Regions from separate parts of the Zea mays genome. Here region 1 is linked to region 2. Evidence: chromatin contacts called from public Hi-C data. All regions are on one chromosome and are shown on one strand. Each heading gives the region's core, a stretch centred on a gene start, on an enhancer-like site or on the middle of the called end of the contact. The rest is flanking DNA. Distances are from core to core; before and after follow the strand shown.

The links. Hi-C and Micro-C count contacts between places; a contact is called where the count stands out from the background.
Region 1: a Hi-C map of tassel shows a contact between it and region 2, with 4 times the contacts expected there. The contact joins the promoter of LOC100382581 here to the enhancer-like site in region 2. A contact is called at or near these places in 3 of 25 Hi-C or Micro-C datasets (ear, leaf and tassel).

What each region holds. Positions count from the first base shown.
Region 1 is chr2:223,226,084-223,233,325 of Zm-B73-REFERENCE-NAM-5.0, forward strand. It overlaps LOC100382581, which reads left to right and starts at 4,995. Exons shown (of 5, transcript NM_001357830.1): 1 at 4,995-5,849; 2 at 6,404-6,750; 3 at 7,235-7,242. The coding sequence starts at 5,222.
Region 2 is chr2:223,161,945-223,169,096 of Zm-B73-REFERENCE-NAM-5.0, forward strand. It overlaps LOC103647932 (AAA-type ATPase family protein), which reads left to right. Exons shown (of 28, transcript XM_008672429.4): 21 at 71-250; 22 at 995-1,117; 23 at 1,205-1,288; 24 at 1,376-1,560; 25 at 1,642-1,780; 26 at 1,860-1,919; 27 at 2,082-2,186; 28 at 2,261-2,637. The coding sequence ends at 2,374. Among protein-coding and RNA genes, the nearest start is that of LOC103647932, 17 kb to the left of the region's middle. Within about 2 kb of position 3,512, at least 6 of the 20 cell types and tissues checked have an H3K27ac peak or open chromatin away from gene starts, as enhancers often do. A contact at or near this core is called in tassel, where this site is marked.

The DNA of each region.
Region 1 (7,242 bases), core at 3,745-6,244, 66 kb after region 2:
TGGATCGAACTGCTCACGTCGTCGCTGTTGCAGAGGCTGTTGATGCTGCTCGTGCCGCGGCTGTTGCTGCGGCGGAGGCAAGATGCGCGGCTGTGGTGGCTGAGAAGGAGGCTCGAGCGGTGGTGCAATCTACGACAATTGTCGCCGATAAGGTTGGACTAGCTGTCGAAGCTGTCAAGTATCGAAGCTTTGTTGAAGATAACTCCATGGTGACTGATTTTCTTTCTCCCTTCCTTTGCCGCATGTGGAATAGGGTCTGTTCTTCACAAGTATTTGAACTAGTTTTATTTGTATAGGAACATGTTGATTTTAAGTATCACGTTAGCGTCAAGAACTCACTATGATATGCCATTCAAGAGATGAGGAGGCAATCTTCACTGTTACGTACCATTAATGGGTTGTGTTGTAGTATCCCAGAAGTTGAAGGGGGTAAGGTTGGAAAGCTAGCTGGCCATTTGAAGGATGTCTGCAAGAGCCTCGAGAAGACTTCAATTGTGTGTGAAGAAGATCTGGAGAATAAATGTCCTGGTTGGGACCTTCATCATCCCCCTTCAGATGTTGAAGACAACACCAACCCTTCTGATGTTGAGGACCCAATGGATGGATACGTGTCAGAAGATTCGGAGTTGTGGGAAATGGTGTTTGATGACTTGCAGTGGGAGGAGAATAAAGTGGATGTCTCTTTGGCCGAGCATTGTCGTATTATGGGCTACGACTATGACCAGATGTTTGATCGTACTATTTGAGTTGTCAAGAATATTAGTATGCAGACTTTTGTGATGTCAAGACATTCTGTTTGTGTCAAGACATAATGTTATGAACTTGTAATCTGTGAGGTGGTTGTGTTTATGTAAGACTCTCTATGTGGTTGTAACAGAATTTGTGTTCATGTTCTGTGATGTCAAGACATTTCTATGCCCAGATTTTTAGCAGTACATTCTGTTTCTATGCCCAGTCAAGACATTCTGAGACAGTTGATAGTTGTATTTGGTTCACATTATTTTCAGCAGTACATTCTGTTTCTATCTATGCCTAGATTTTCAGCAGTACATTCTGTTTCTATGCCCAGTTAGCCAGTGTTCACATTATTTCTATGCCCAGTCAGGACATTCTGTTTCTAGGAGAACGCGACACATTTCTGGGCACAAACTGGGCACACACATCATTTCTATTTCTGGGATAACTGGGCACTATTTCTGGGATAACTGGGATAACTGGGCACTCACATACACATACACAAATAACTGGGCACTAATTCTGTTTCTGGGATTCTGTTTCTGGAATTCTGGGCACTAATTCTGTTTCTGGGAGCACATACACAATTCTGGGCACTAATTGTGTTTCTGGGAGCACATACACATACACAATTCTGTTTCTGGGCACATACACATGTTTCTAGGCACATAAACAGGTTTCTGGGCACATACACATGTTTCTGAGCACAAAGAGACAGCACGCTTAAGGTCTCTGGGACAGAAAGGAACTTGTTTCCTTGTCGTAGCACGCTTCAAGTTTCTTGGACCATCTGTAGTTCTATTCCCTTGTCGCAGCACGCTTCAAGTTTTTCCTCGGAGTAATTTTCTTAACAAGCCACTTGACACTCCTTGGCGGAGAAGTAGGAGGAGTTTCCACACGGACTAGTGCTGCATCAGTACTGACGTTTTCATGGCTACCATGGTCTATTACAACTGTTTCTGCATCCACAGTTTGAGGTACAATAGTTGTTTCTTCGTTAGGAGCACTAGTTTGAGATGTAGAAGTCTGTAACTCTTTCGGGATCCAATTTTTCGTCGTATTCTTTCTTGGCTTCCTCTTCCTACAAAGCAACAAAACAATTACTAACAAGTACTAATGGACAATGAAATAAAAAAACAATTACTAATACAATTATAACCTTTTCTTTGTTCCATTTAAAGGGCACTTATAACTGGTTTTCCGATGACCTAGTTGACCACAGTTTGGGCAAGTGTACTGTCTTTTTATCTTTGTTGTGCCTTGAGCATTTTCCACGCCCTTTCATTTTTTAGCACTACCACCCTCTAGACAACTCTTTATTTTGTTTTTCCTTTGTCGCCCAACCCCTCTTTTCGCCATTGGCGCAAATACTTCATTTGCAATATCCACCTTCGGCCAAAAAGAACGGTCACCAATGATTGGTCTATAGTATTGTCTCCAAAATTAATAGGCTCCGATCGATCCAAATTACTTGTATTTTCCTGTGCCTTTTCCCCCTCATTGACGGCTTCATCTCTTGCATTTTCCTCTGTCGTTTCCCCCTCATTGAGTCCTAGATTACAATACATCTCCATCTCACTTGCAACATCACGTCTCCCTTCCTCCTCCCAAAAATCACATAGTACCATAGATTCCCAATCTAACCTCGATTTGTCTTGTATCTTTTCATTTTCCTGGATGACAAGTCTCTACTAAGTGAAGTCACATATAATCCTAACCTCACTATATTTTACATAAATGAAGCACAACTAACCTCATTAACATTATTTGCACCTAATGCAACTAGCGGTAAGGAACTTGAACAAGGCGGTGGTGAAGACATCACGGGACCTGCCATTAATTCAACCAATAATTTACAAAATTAAAGGTTACATGTGCACGATTCATACCACAGCAAGGCACAAATATCTACCTGGATTTTCAGATATGCCTATGTCTGCATCATTGAACAGCTCTAAATCCTCCATGGTCGATCCACTGCACACAGAAACCGAGCTAGATCTAGTTGGGGGAGGAGACACGAATGGGGGGGAGAGAAGTTGAATGAATCAAGAACATCAGAGACAAACTCACGGGTGCGCATGTGGGGAAGAAGCGGGGACCTTCATTTGGCGGCTCTGGGTCGGAGGCTGCAGGGATTCTAGCTCGGTCGGACAGGCGGCAGCGGCGCCCTTCAATCGGTGGCTCTTGGTCGGAGGCTGCTGCGCCCGGCTTATGGAGGAGATCTCGCGAGGGAGAACAAGACGACGATGGAGGACGCGACGGCGATGGAGGACAACTAGCGATGGAGGACAACTCACGGCGACGGCGCAGGGGACGGAACCCGGTGTCAACGAGACTAATACTGCTCTGAACCTGATAATGGAAAAGGCATATCAATTTTAGGCTGAGTCCAGTGCACAGCCTCCCTCTCGCCCCTGCCACGTCAGCTCTCGCCTCCACTCTCGCCCCTGCTGCTCCAGTGCACAGGCTGCAGCAGGCTACAGCCTCAGGCTATAGCCACGTCAGCTTTTCTATTTCAGAATTAAGTAATTCACGCGGATTTATTTCAACGCTCAGAAAACACACAACATAATATTTTTTATTGAATTAAAAATTACAAAGTACATAATAATTAAAATAAAATGACATGATAATTAAAATAAAATTACATAACTCTAATCGGACTCCTCGATCTCATCCTCATCTTCCTCCTCTTCACGTTCCGCTTCCGGTTCCTCTTCTTCGTCATCTAGCAGACCAAGTTCTTTTTCGACCATCTTTACGGCCCTGCCATGGGTACGTCTTTCAGCCGGGTCCATATCTCTGGTTGATCGGCCCTTTAGGATGTTCCATTGCTTCAAAAGCTTGGCCTTCACTAATCCACCCCACAAGTTCTTCATTTTGAATGCTTCACTTGTTGATTCGCTGCTCGTGGCTTCCTTCCCTTTCCCCTTCGTCTTTGTCTTTCGCGCATCCGCCTTTGCCCTATCACGCCCCACTGGTCGGGGCACTTCCTCCTCGGTGTCTTCAGTGCCTCCAGAACTATATTCACCAGAGACTCCGAGTCGGGTTCTCTTATTCGCAGTCGAATCAGATCCACTACCAAGACCATGCTTTGCTGACCACTTGGGCTCGTAGCGAACAACTTGCCACCAATGATGGCGCTTAAATGGATGCCCCATTTTACCCTCGAACCTCGCCATTGCTGCATCCATGACCATTGCATCGTCAGCTCCGCTCTGACGCAACCTTTCTTCTTGGAGGTAGAATCCATTGAACTTGGTCACCTCCCGGTTGTAGGTGACCCAATGATCTTTAAGTTGCTTGGCGGTTCGATGACGGATAGGGTCGGAGGTGGAGTTATATGTTGCCGCTCCATACGTAGGTGGAGCATATGGATGAGGTGCTCCATACGGAGGTGGAGCATATGGAGCATAAGGAGGTACTCCATACGGAGGTGGAGCATATGGAGGAGGGGCGTATGGAGGTATCTGGAAAGAAGCTTGACTTTCGTCCGCAGCAGGTGGGGGAGGGGCATACGGACGTACCGGGAATGAGGCTTGAATTCTGGCTTGGGAAGTTGGAGGTTGGCCATATGAAGACGGTGGATATTGATATAAATGATAGGGATAAGGGTATGGTGGTGGACGCGCAGCCGGAAATAGTGCACGGGGGAGTGAGGCTGAAACATCGGAGCGACGATGTAGTGAAGAAGACTCATCTAACGGAAGGGTTGTAGGTGACCCATCGGACTGCAAGAGATCCGTGAAGGTGTTCAAATCTGGGGACCAACCCGACATTGTGTGAAGAAAGGGGAGTTTGGAAGAGAAAAATAAGATGGAATGGTGTGTGGAATGAGCTCCACCCGGGTAGGGGTATATATAGATGGATTGGGGATGAAATTTGTGATTTTTTGCAATTTTTTTCGAATTTTTTGTACTCCAAACGGTCAAAAACGGTTAGTTGCAACGGCTAGCACACGTGGACCAATCAGAAGTCGCCACCTCACTGTCGCCCCTCGCTCTCGCCCGCGAAGACGCCATCGCCAACGCGTCGCCCCGCTCTCGCCTGCCTATCGCCTCCCTCTCGCCCGGCGCGCGCTCCAGTGCAGGCGAGAGCGGGGCGATATCGCCCGCTCTTACCGGGCGGTGGCAGTAGCGCCCGCTGGGTCGCTCTCGCCCGCCTCCAGCCCCGCTCTCGCCTCCTGCTGGACGCTATTGCCCTCACTATAGCCTGCATTGGCACCAGCCTTAGAGTGTTGGCTATGCCCAGCTATTTCATAAGGGAGAAACCCTCTCCTAGACCTCCATTACGTGCATCCGTCGAGTTTCATAATGTCAAATTTCTCCCCTGCGAGACAAGCCCTACCTACCACTACCACTCTCGAGTCTCGAGCACCAGCCCTCTCGCCTTCAGCTCCTCCGTCCTCGCCGAACCCCATGGCCCAAAAACCCTGAACTGAGCCCGCCGCCGCTTCTCCAGTCCGCACGAAGCGCACCACAAAATGCGGCGGCTGACGCCGGCGTACGTGACCCTCATCCTGGACCACGTCCTGGGCGACCCCTCGATCCCCACCGCAGCCGCCATCGCGTTAATCGCCGGTCTCCCCTCTCCCTCCGATCCGACCCCGCGCCTCCGCCGCGGGGTCCTTCTCCGCCGCCTCGCCGCCGACCCCGTCTCCGAATCCTCTCTCGAAACCCTCCACCTCCTGGCCTCGCTCCCGCCCTGCGCCTCCCCCATCGCAGCCGCCCACATCGCCGTCGCGGCATTCCTCGCGGCCTCCGCGCCCGACTTCGACGCCGTCGCCAGGGCTCTCTTCGCGCGCCCCGACGGCCGCGCGCGCCAAGCGGTCCACGGCGGAGGTTCCCCCGCGCTCGCATCCGACGATGCCATCGTCACAGTGGACCAGTTCGAGGCTGCCGTCGGGAAGTCCTCTTCTCAGACCATTCTCAGGGGCCTGTGGGGCAACCGGGCCGCCGTGGAGGAGCGGGTCCAGGAGCTCCTCGCCGCTGAATGGGCCGCGATTGGCCCGTCGAGGCTCGAGGCGTTGGCTATGCGGATCGTCGGGGATGGGGCCGTCGAGACATGGGCTGCCGCAGATGAGGCCATGCGTGCCAACTTGCGCATCTTGGGTGATGACTCGTTTTTTGGGTGGATTTTGCAGCAGCATTGTGATCAAGAAACTAGTGTGTAGTGAGTCTTTTCTGTATTTTTGTGATATAGTAAAAATGAGAAGGAATTTAGAGGTCTTATTTCATCTTGGCCTCTATGAAGCAACCATGGGTTGAAGCTATCCCAAACAGACCTTATAATTTGAGTGTACTCCATCCTTGCTAATTTTGCTGCTTCTACTTTCTTGTTTATCTTATATCAAACTACATGTTTTCAATCTTGTGAATACTTTTGATGGCGCCACTGCAATATTTTAATAGGTTCATATCTTTGATGATGCTTTCAGTTAGTTTAGGATCCTCTTGTATGCCTGCATCTATGCTTCTTATTGATTTTGCAATTCTATGCATCCTTGTAGAGCATTTTGAGTTTCATCTCTTTGGGACAGCTCTAGGTCTTTACGTGCATTGTTAGCTGCTAGATGTTTTATGTTTTCTAATTTGCTATGATTCTGGTGTCCGCAAGGTCGTGGACTTCGTAGCCTATAATTGATTATATGATATGAAACTTACAGCTGGGGAAGAAAAAACGCGCGAGATTCTCGACAAACTTGAAAAATCTACCTGCAGCACAAATCCAATTTCAACACCAGCTGTTGAGAAGGTTATGAATGCGCTCAAAGCAAGCTGTGCTGACCTCCACAGCATTGTGGAGGATCCCCTTCCAGCTGCAAAGGCAGTTGCAGATGAGTTATTGGCTGCGAGGATGGAAAAAAGAGTTAGCTTGAATGCTGAAGTAGGAGGTCAGCCAACAACTTGTGGCGCTGCAGGTCCGAGTATTCATAATGACAAAGACAACGGTCCAGGTATAGGCAAACCTCACAGCCTTATGGAGCGAAACGCAACAGCACGAACCTCTCAGGTTTGCATTTATTTTTAAAAATATTTTTCTTTGTTTTTGAACATTGTCCATGCTGAACTTGCTTTGTCTTTTTAGATTGAGTTTGTGCTTGTAATAGCTAGCGATTGTTTCCATTGCGATTGAAAATGATATCAGCACCTATATCATGTCAATATTTTGCATTAAACATTGGGTGTGTACATTTTTGTATTATTCTGTTGATTGAGTTTTTAGTATGAATTATTCTCTACATTGCTCCTGCTCTGCAAAATCGGTATGACATGTCTAATAGCTGTAGGATTTGTTTCACTTTAGTAAGTTAGCTACTGAAATTAGGACTTGGAATTATGAATGCTCTACTTACTGTAGTCTAATTTGAGCTCAATCAAGGCGCCTCATACCGTTCTAGGTAGGTAGCTTATAGGATAGCTCGGTATCATAACCGCAAAATCTAACTTAAATTGTTTATGGTCGTGTTTCTCAAAAATAAAACGTTTGTTTGCAGTGGGAGGA
Region 2 (7,152 bases), core at 2,262-4,761:
TATTATATTTTACCATGATAAGTAAGTTCATATTGTTGCCTTTGTCTTACATTTTGTTTGTCATTGTTAGGATGTTGTCACAGAGAATGAATTTGAAAAACGTCTTCTTCCAGATGTCATCCCTCCAGATGAGATTGGTGTTACCTTTGAGGATATTGGAGCATTAGAAAATGTCAAGGAAACTTTGCAGGAGTTAGTTATGCTTCCTTTGCAAAGGCCTGAGTTGTTCTCCAAAGGACAACTTATGAAGGTACTGGCCATTCTCTAAACTTTGAAGTGTGACCCTCTTGAAAACCTAATATATCTGTATGTTTAGTAATCCATAAGGGCTTGTTCGGTTCTACCCCAATCCATATGGATTGAGGGGGATTGAGAGAGTTTCAATCCCTAGTAAGTCAAAATCCCCTCCAATCCATATCAATCCCCTCCGATCCATATGGATTGAAAATAACCGAACAAGCCCTAAGGTGGTTTGTTATTTTTTTCACTGATAACTCCATTACTTTCTGTTTCCTGGAGTTCAGTTTTCTTCCGTTTAACTTTGTCAATGATCTCCTCGTGATTATTTGGGGCTATTGTTGAGGCTTTCCTTGCAAAACTCAATTCTTCTGTGTGTTTCTTATCCTGTATTCTGAAATAAATTGAAACAAAAGAATTGTTGTAATGTTAGGACTTAGGATTCTGAATGTCACCTAGTGGTCTTTTTTCGTTACAGTTAATGTAATATTTATTTTCTCGACTCTTACCTCTGTGCAATCATAGTTCTGATCAATGATTTCAAGTCGTCCGACTAATCGCAATTAATCGCGATTAGTCGGGCTGGTCAGCTATTAGGGCACGATTAGCTGGACGACTCGACTAGAATAGTTGGTCGTCCGACTAATTGTCGATTAGAGTGATTAATTGTCCGAGTAACCGACTAGGGGTCGACTAGTCGCCTGGTCTTCGACCAGGCGACTTGAAATCATTGGTTCTGATCATCTATTTGCCCCAGCCATGTAAAGGGATATTGCTTTTTGGTCCACCTGGCACCGGTAAGACCATGCTTGCCAAAGCTGTTGCAACAGAGGCTGGTGCTAATTTTATCAACATATCAATGTCAAGCATTGCTTCAAAGGTACTTGTGCAACGTTATACTCATCAAGTTTGTTCCCGATTTGGAGTACTTATTACTTTGCTGATTTCAACCCTGTAACTATAACAGTGGTTTGGAGAGGGAGAAAAATATGTGAAAGCTGTTTTTTCACTTGCAAGCAAAATTTCTCCTAGTGTTATTTTCGTGGATGAGGTTAGTGATTTTCTTAACGGTCACTGATGATATGCCTATGACATAATAAGTTGTAGCTTACTCATTGATTTGTGTCCTGTATATTAGGTTGATGGCATGCTGGGTAGACGTGAGAATCCAGGGGAACATGAGGCCATGCGCAAGATGAAAAATGAGTTTATGGTGAACTGGGATGGTCTTAGGACAAAAGACAAAGAACGTGTTCTGGTACTTGCTGCCACTAATAGGCCATTTGATCTTGACGAGGCTGTTGTCAGGAGGCTCCCCAGGAGGTAAATTGCACTCCGTATTTATGCTACTTTTCTTCCAACTGTGACATGGTTATAAATAACCCGGCCACAACTTCTCTTCAGGTTGATGGTTAACTTGCCAGATGCACCCAACAGAAAGAAGATTCTTAGCGTGATACTAGCAAAAGAAGATTTGGCAGATGATGTAGATCTGGAGGCGTTAGCAAACCTGACAGATGGGTATTCAGGCAGTGATCTGAAGGTAGGTATTCTATTAAGATATTTCTTTCTTATCCTATTTCCTCGCTTCTTTGTGTTGTTGGCGACACCTATTTTTGCAGAACCTGTGTATAACTGCAGCACATCGTCCCATAAGGGAAATTCTTGAAAGAGAGAAGAAGGTCAGCTGATATTCTTGGAACACTTCCCTATCTGTTTTCTTGCTGCCTTACGACATTGTTATAAGCTAATGTAATACTGTTGAGATTTTCTATGCTAGAAGCATTGACGTGTGGCTTACATTTTTTTTTGTTGCCTATTTGGTTTGGTTTGATGCAATGCAGGAGAGAACCTTAGCTGAAGCAGAAAATAGGCCAGCCCCACCTCAGTGCTGTAGCGGCGACGTTCGCTCCCTAAAGTTTAGTGATTTCAAGCACGCACATGAGCAGGTAAAAATGCTACGGTCACTTGCATTATTTTGTCTTGTAATCTCTGCTCCTGAATTTAATGGCCTTGTGTTTAGGTTTGTGCGAGTATATCATCGGATTCAAAAAATATGAATGAGCTCGTTCAATGGAACGACCTCTACGGAGAAGGCGGGTCGAGGCACAAGACACCGTTGAGCTACTTTATGTAGCCTAACGTTTTTTTAGATGATTTGTACATACAGAAGCAGCCTTTGTATAGGTGTGTTTCCAGTTAATTTTGCTGGAAACATTTATTCATGTCGGGTTTCGTTTCTATAATCATATCAGCTTGTGTCTGCATCTAGTGTAGCCTGAGCTTCTGATTAGTTATTAATTTATTTCAGTCCGTTGGATCTTGCGTCCTGGTATAGTCTGTGAAAGGTCTCGACGGAGATTCATTTGGATTTATTTAATAGTCTGGATGATATGGTAATGTTTGTGTGGGTGTGTGCGTGACAGAGAAGGTTTTACCCTTCCCTCTGCACTAGGTATGGCAAAGAGGAAATTCTCCACAGGTCCTACGAACGCTTGTGGTGGCCATTTCTTTTCCATCTTCGTTATTCGTGGGGATAAATCCTATCGGAATTCCAATTATAATTAGATAGTACTTGATTTGTTATTAATATAAAACATTGTTACTTATACACATTATGTAAAAATCTTTATATATACATTAAAATGAGTACATTTGTACAGGGTGATCTCTTAAAAAGGTAATTATTTATTTTTATCATTAACTATTATATGAAAACATCATTCATGTAAGTTTAACAGATCACCGCGGAGAACAGGGATGAGGAATGTTTTCCCATCTCTGTCCCCGTTTATCCGTCGGAGGAGAATTTTTTTCGTTTACATTCCTGTGCGGGAAAAACTTCTTTATCCCCCCTTTCCATCGGGAATCAGGTCCTCGTTGTCATCTCTACTCACACGCAGCCACGCAAGTGTCAACAACGTAACGTATTTCCTGTATACGAAACCTGGTTTAAAACGGCTACTCCCATGGTGTCCTCGGTCCTCGCCCTCGCATTTTCACTCGCACAGATCACCGGCGTCGCGTTGTGTTGTACATCCTCGCCCTCCTCGCATCATTTGCCACCGTGTCTTCTCTCACGTTGCGGCTTGCTCTCCTACTCCTTCGGCCTGCCACCAAACTGACGTCTTGCTCGCTTCTCGTCATCGCTCACTGCCTCGCCGCTGCTTGCAGGCTTCTCCACTCGCTCCACCACCTCCGCCACATCCTCGGCTGAGAAATAAAGAACTCTAACTCCCCTCGTTGTGATGGCTGTGCGGGCCCGGCCGGCGTCGATGCTGAAGATCTCGCGGTCGTGGATGGCGTAGGGTGTGACTTGTACTAGGGAAGACGGACGTTCGACGCGGCGGCGAGCAAGTGTTGTCGTGCCGGACCGTACTCCCCTTCTCTTCCTGTGCTCCTCCATTTCAATTCCATGTCTCCGCCTCTGTTTGACCGATTCATTATGAAAATTGGTTCATCAGTTTCACAGTATCATTAAATTTGATTCATATATTATGCTTGTGATTCTGTGTCATCTGCTTGTTTTTTGTTGGATTGGACCAAGCTCTTGGACATGTGGAGTATCGAAGAGGAGTATGAGATTTGTTCTCTGTTCGTCAGCTATGGAGGAGCTGAAAAACACGAGCCCACGGGGCAGCGTAGGGGCAAGAAGGCCAGTTCGTCGAGCTTAATCATAAAGAAAGCCATCAACAACGATATAGTACCAAAACAACAAACTTTATATGTCTGCAGTGCCATATTGGAGAGAGATAGCTGCAAAGTCATCCGAGCATAGAACAGACAGTACTCTATATCTGACTACATCATGAATTTGCCAACAAATAAATCAATTTTTATCGGTTTCTTTCTAACAGGTTAAATGGTCTACCAAGCCATTTATTTCTCTTAAATCCTCCTCGCATTTAGCGCACCCTGTTTGAATTCATTATCTGCACTCCTTAATCCGTTGTTGAGTTTTCGTGGTTGGTTAGATGTCGTGCAGTAAATATTGTAACATGTTATTCGAACCATCACTGATCTGTATGTGAATTGTAGTTGACGAATAAATGTTGACTGAGTACTGATGAAAAGTAATATTATCTTTTTCTCTGCAATACTAATCTATTCTGATTTTTTCTATATTTGAAACCTGTTCAAAACGGCGATGAAGGCGATATCCACGTCGGATCGTGAATCAATGACGTTCATTGTGGCCTCCATAGCGAGGAGCAGGCCTCTTGCGATCAATAGCTTCTCGACGTGGTGCCTCCGCCTCCGGCTCCGCCTCCCTCCTCGCGCGAGCACCTCCGGGCTGGGCTCCAGCACGCTGAATTACTGCTTCAAGGTGAACTTAACAACAACTCCTTCCTTGCTATGTTACTGTAATGTTTACATTCTTTATTTTTCTTCAACGTTTGATGATTTTTAAAACTTACGAGCAAACTGTGTGCTTTTTTCATCTACCAAATATACCTATTATATCTCTCATATTAATCTCTCACATGAATATCCTCAAGATTTATATGCTCACACTTATATGCTATTTACTGCCACGTGCCTACTTTATAGATCTTCAGATTTACGTATTTCAACATCTGAACAGTCTTCTCTGTCTAATTAGATTACAGAACTACGCTTGTTCTACTTTCTACCACAAATTTTCCTTTGTAAAAACTACAATATCAATATTGTTTACAGTTTAATCCATTTCTAAAAACAGAGCCGGCCGCCGCTGGCCTGGACGGTCCGCGCTTATGTGCGGACGGTCCGGACATACTGAAAGTCGCCTAAAGGGGGGTGAATAGGTAAATCTGAAATTTATAAACTTTAAGCACAATTTACAAGCCGGGGTTAGCGTTAGAAATAAAAGCGAGTCCGAAAGAGAGAGCGAAAACAAATCACAAGAAATATAACGAATGACACGGTGATTTGTTTTTACTGAGGTTCGGTTCTTGCAAACCTACTCCCCGTTGAGGTGGTCACAAAGACCGGGTCTCTTTCAACCCTTTCCTTCTCTCAAACGGTCACCTAGACCGAGTGAGCTTTTCTCCTCAATCAATTAGGACACTTAGTCCCCACAAGGACCACCGCACAATTGATGTCTCTTGCTTTGATTACAAATGTCTTGGGAACAAGAATAGGGAAGAAGAAAAGCGATCCAAGCGACAAGAACTCAAATGAACACAAATGTCTCTCTCACTAGTCACTAATTTGTTTGGAGTGATTTCGAACTTGGGAGAGGATTTGATCTTTTTGTTTGTGTCTTAGAGTGAAGTCTAGGGCTCTTGTATTGAATGCAATGGCTGAAAACTTGGATGACTTGGAGTGTGGTGATTGGGGGGTATTTATAGCTGATAGTCGCCTAGAGGGGGGGGTGAATAGGGCGAAACTGAAATTCTCAAAAATAATCACAACTACAAGCCGGGTTAGCGTTAGAAATATAATTGAGTCCGCGAGAGAGGGTGCAAAACAAATCGCAAGCAAATAAGAGGTGTGACACGCGGATTTGTTTTACCGAGGTTCGGTTCTTGCAAACCTACTCCCCGTTGAGGTGGTCACAAAGACCGGGTCTCTTTCAACCCTTTCCCTCTCTCAAACGGTCCCTCGGACCGAGTGAGCTTTCTCTTCTCAATCACTTGGAACACAGTTCCTACAAGGACCACCACAAGATTGGTGTCTCTTGCCTCAATTACAAGTGAATTGATCGCAATGAAAGAATCAAGAAAGAAGAAAGCAATCCAAGCACAAGAGCTCGAAAGAACACAAGCAAATCTCTCTCACTAGTCACTAAAGCTTTGTGTGGAATTTGGGAGAGGATTTGATCTCTTGAGTGTGTCTAGAATTGAATGCCTAGCTCTTGTAAATGGTTGGAAGTGTGAAAACTTGGATGCAATGAATGGTGGGTGGTTGGGGGTATTTATAGCCCCAACCACCAAACTAGTCGTTTGGTGGGGCTGACTGTCATATGGTGCACCGGACAGTCCGGTGCACACCAGACAGTCCGGTGCGCCAGCCACGTCACCAAAGCCGTTGGGGTTCGACCGTTGGAGCTCTGACTTCTGGGCCCGCCTGGATGTCCGGTGGCGCACCGGACATGTACTATAGAGTGTCTGGTGCGCCAGTATGGGCACGCCTGACTTCTGTGCGCGCTAGCGCGCATTTAATGCGCTGCAGGTAGCCGTTGGCGCCGAATTAGCCGTTGCTTCGATGGCACACCGGACAGTCCGGTGTACACCGGACATGTCCGGTGAATTATAGCGGACTAGCCGTTGTGAATTCCTGAAGCTGGCGAGTTCCTGAGGCCGCTCTTCCTTGGAGCACCGGACACTGTCCGGTGTACACCGAACAGTCCGGTGAATTATAGCGGAGTCGCCTCTGGATTTTCCCGAAGGTGACGAGTTTGAGTTGGAGTCCTCTGGTGCACCGGACACTGTCCGGTGGCACACCGGACAGTCCGGTGCGCCAGACCCGAGGTGCCTTCGGTTGCCCCTTTGCTCTTTTGTTGAACCCAATACTTGGTCTTTTATTGGCTAAGTATGAACCTTTGGTACCTGTATAACTTATACACTAGAGCAAACTAGTTAATCCAATTATTTGTGTTGGGCAATTCAACCACCAAAATTAATTAGGAAAATAGGTGTAAGCCTAATTCCCTTTCAATCTCCCCCTTTTTGGTGATTGATGCCAACACAAACCAAAGCAAGTATAGAAATGCATAATTGAACTAGTTTGCATAATGTAGTGCAAAGATTGCTTGGAATTTGAGCCAATATAAATACTTACAAGATATGCATGGATTGTTTCTTGTTATTAACATTTTGGACCACGCTTGCACCACATGTTTTGTTTTTGCAAATTCTTCTGTAAATCCTTTTCAAAGTTCTTTTGCAAATAGTCAAAGGTGAATGAATAAGATTTTTGCAAAGCATTTTC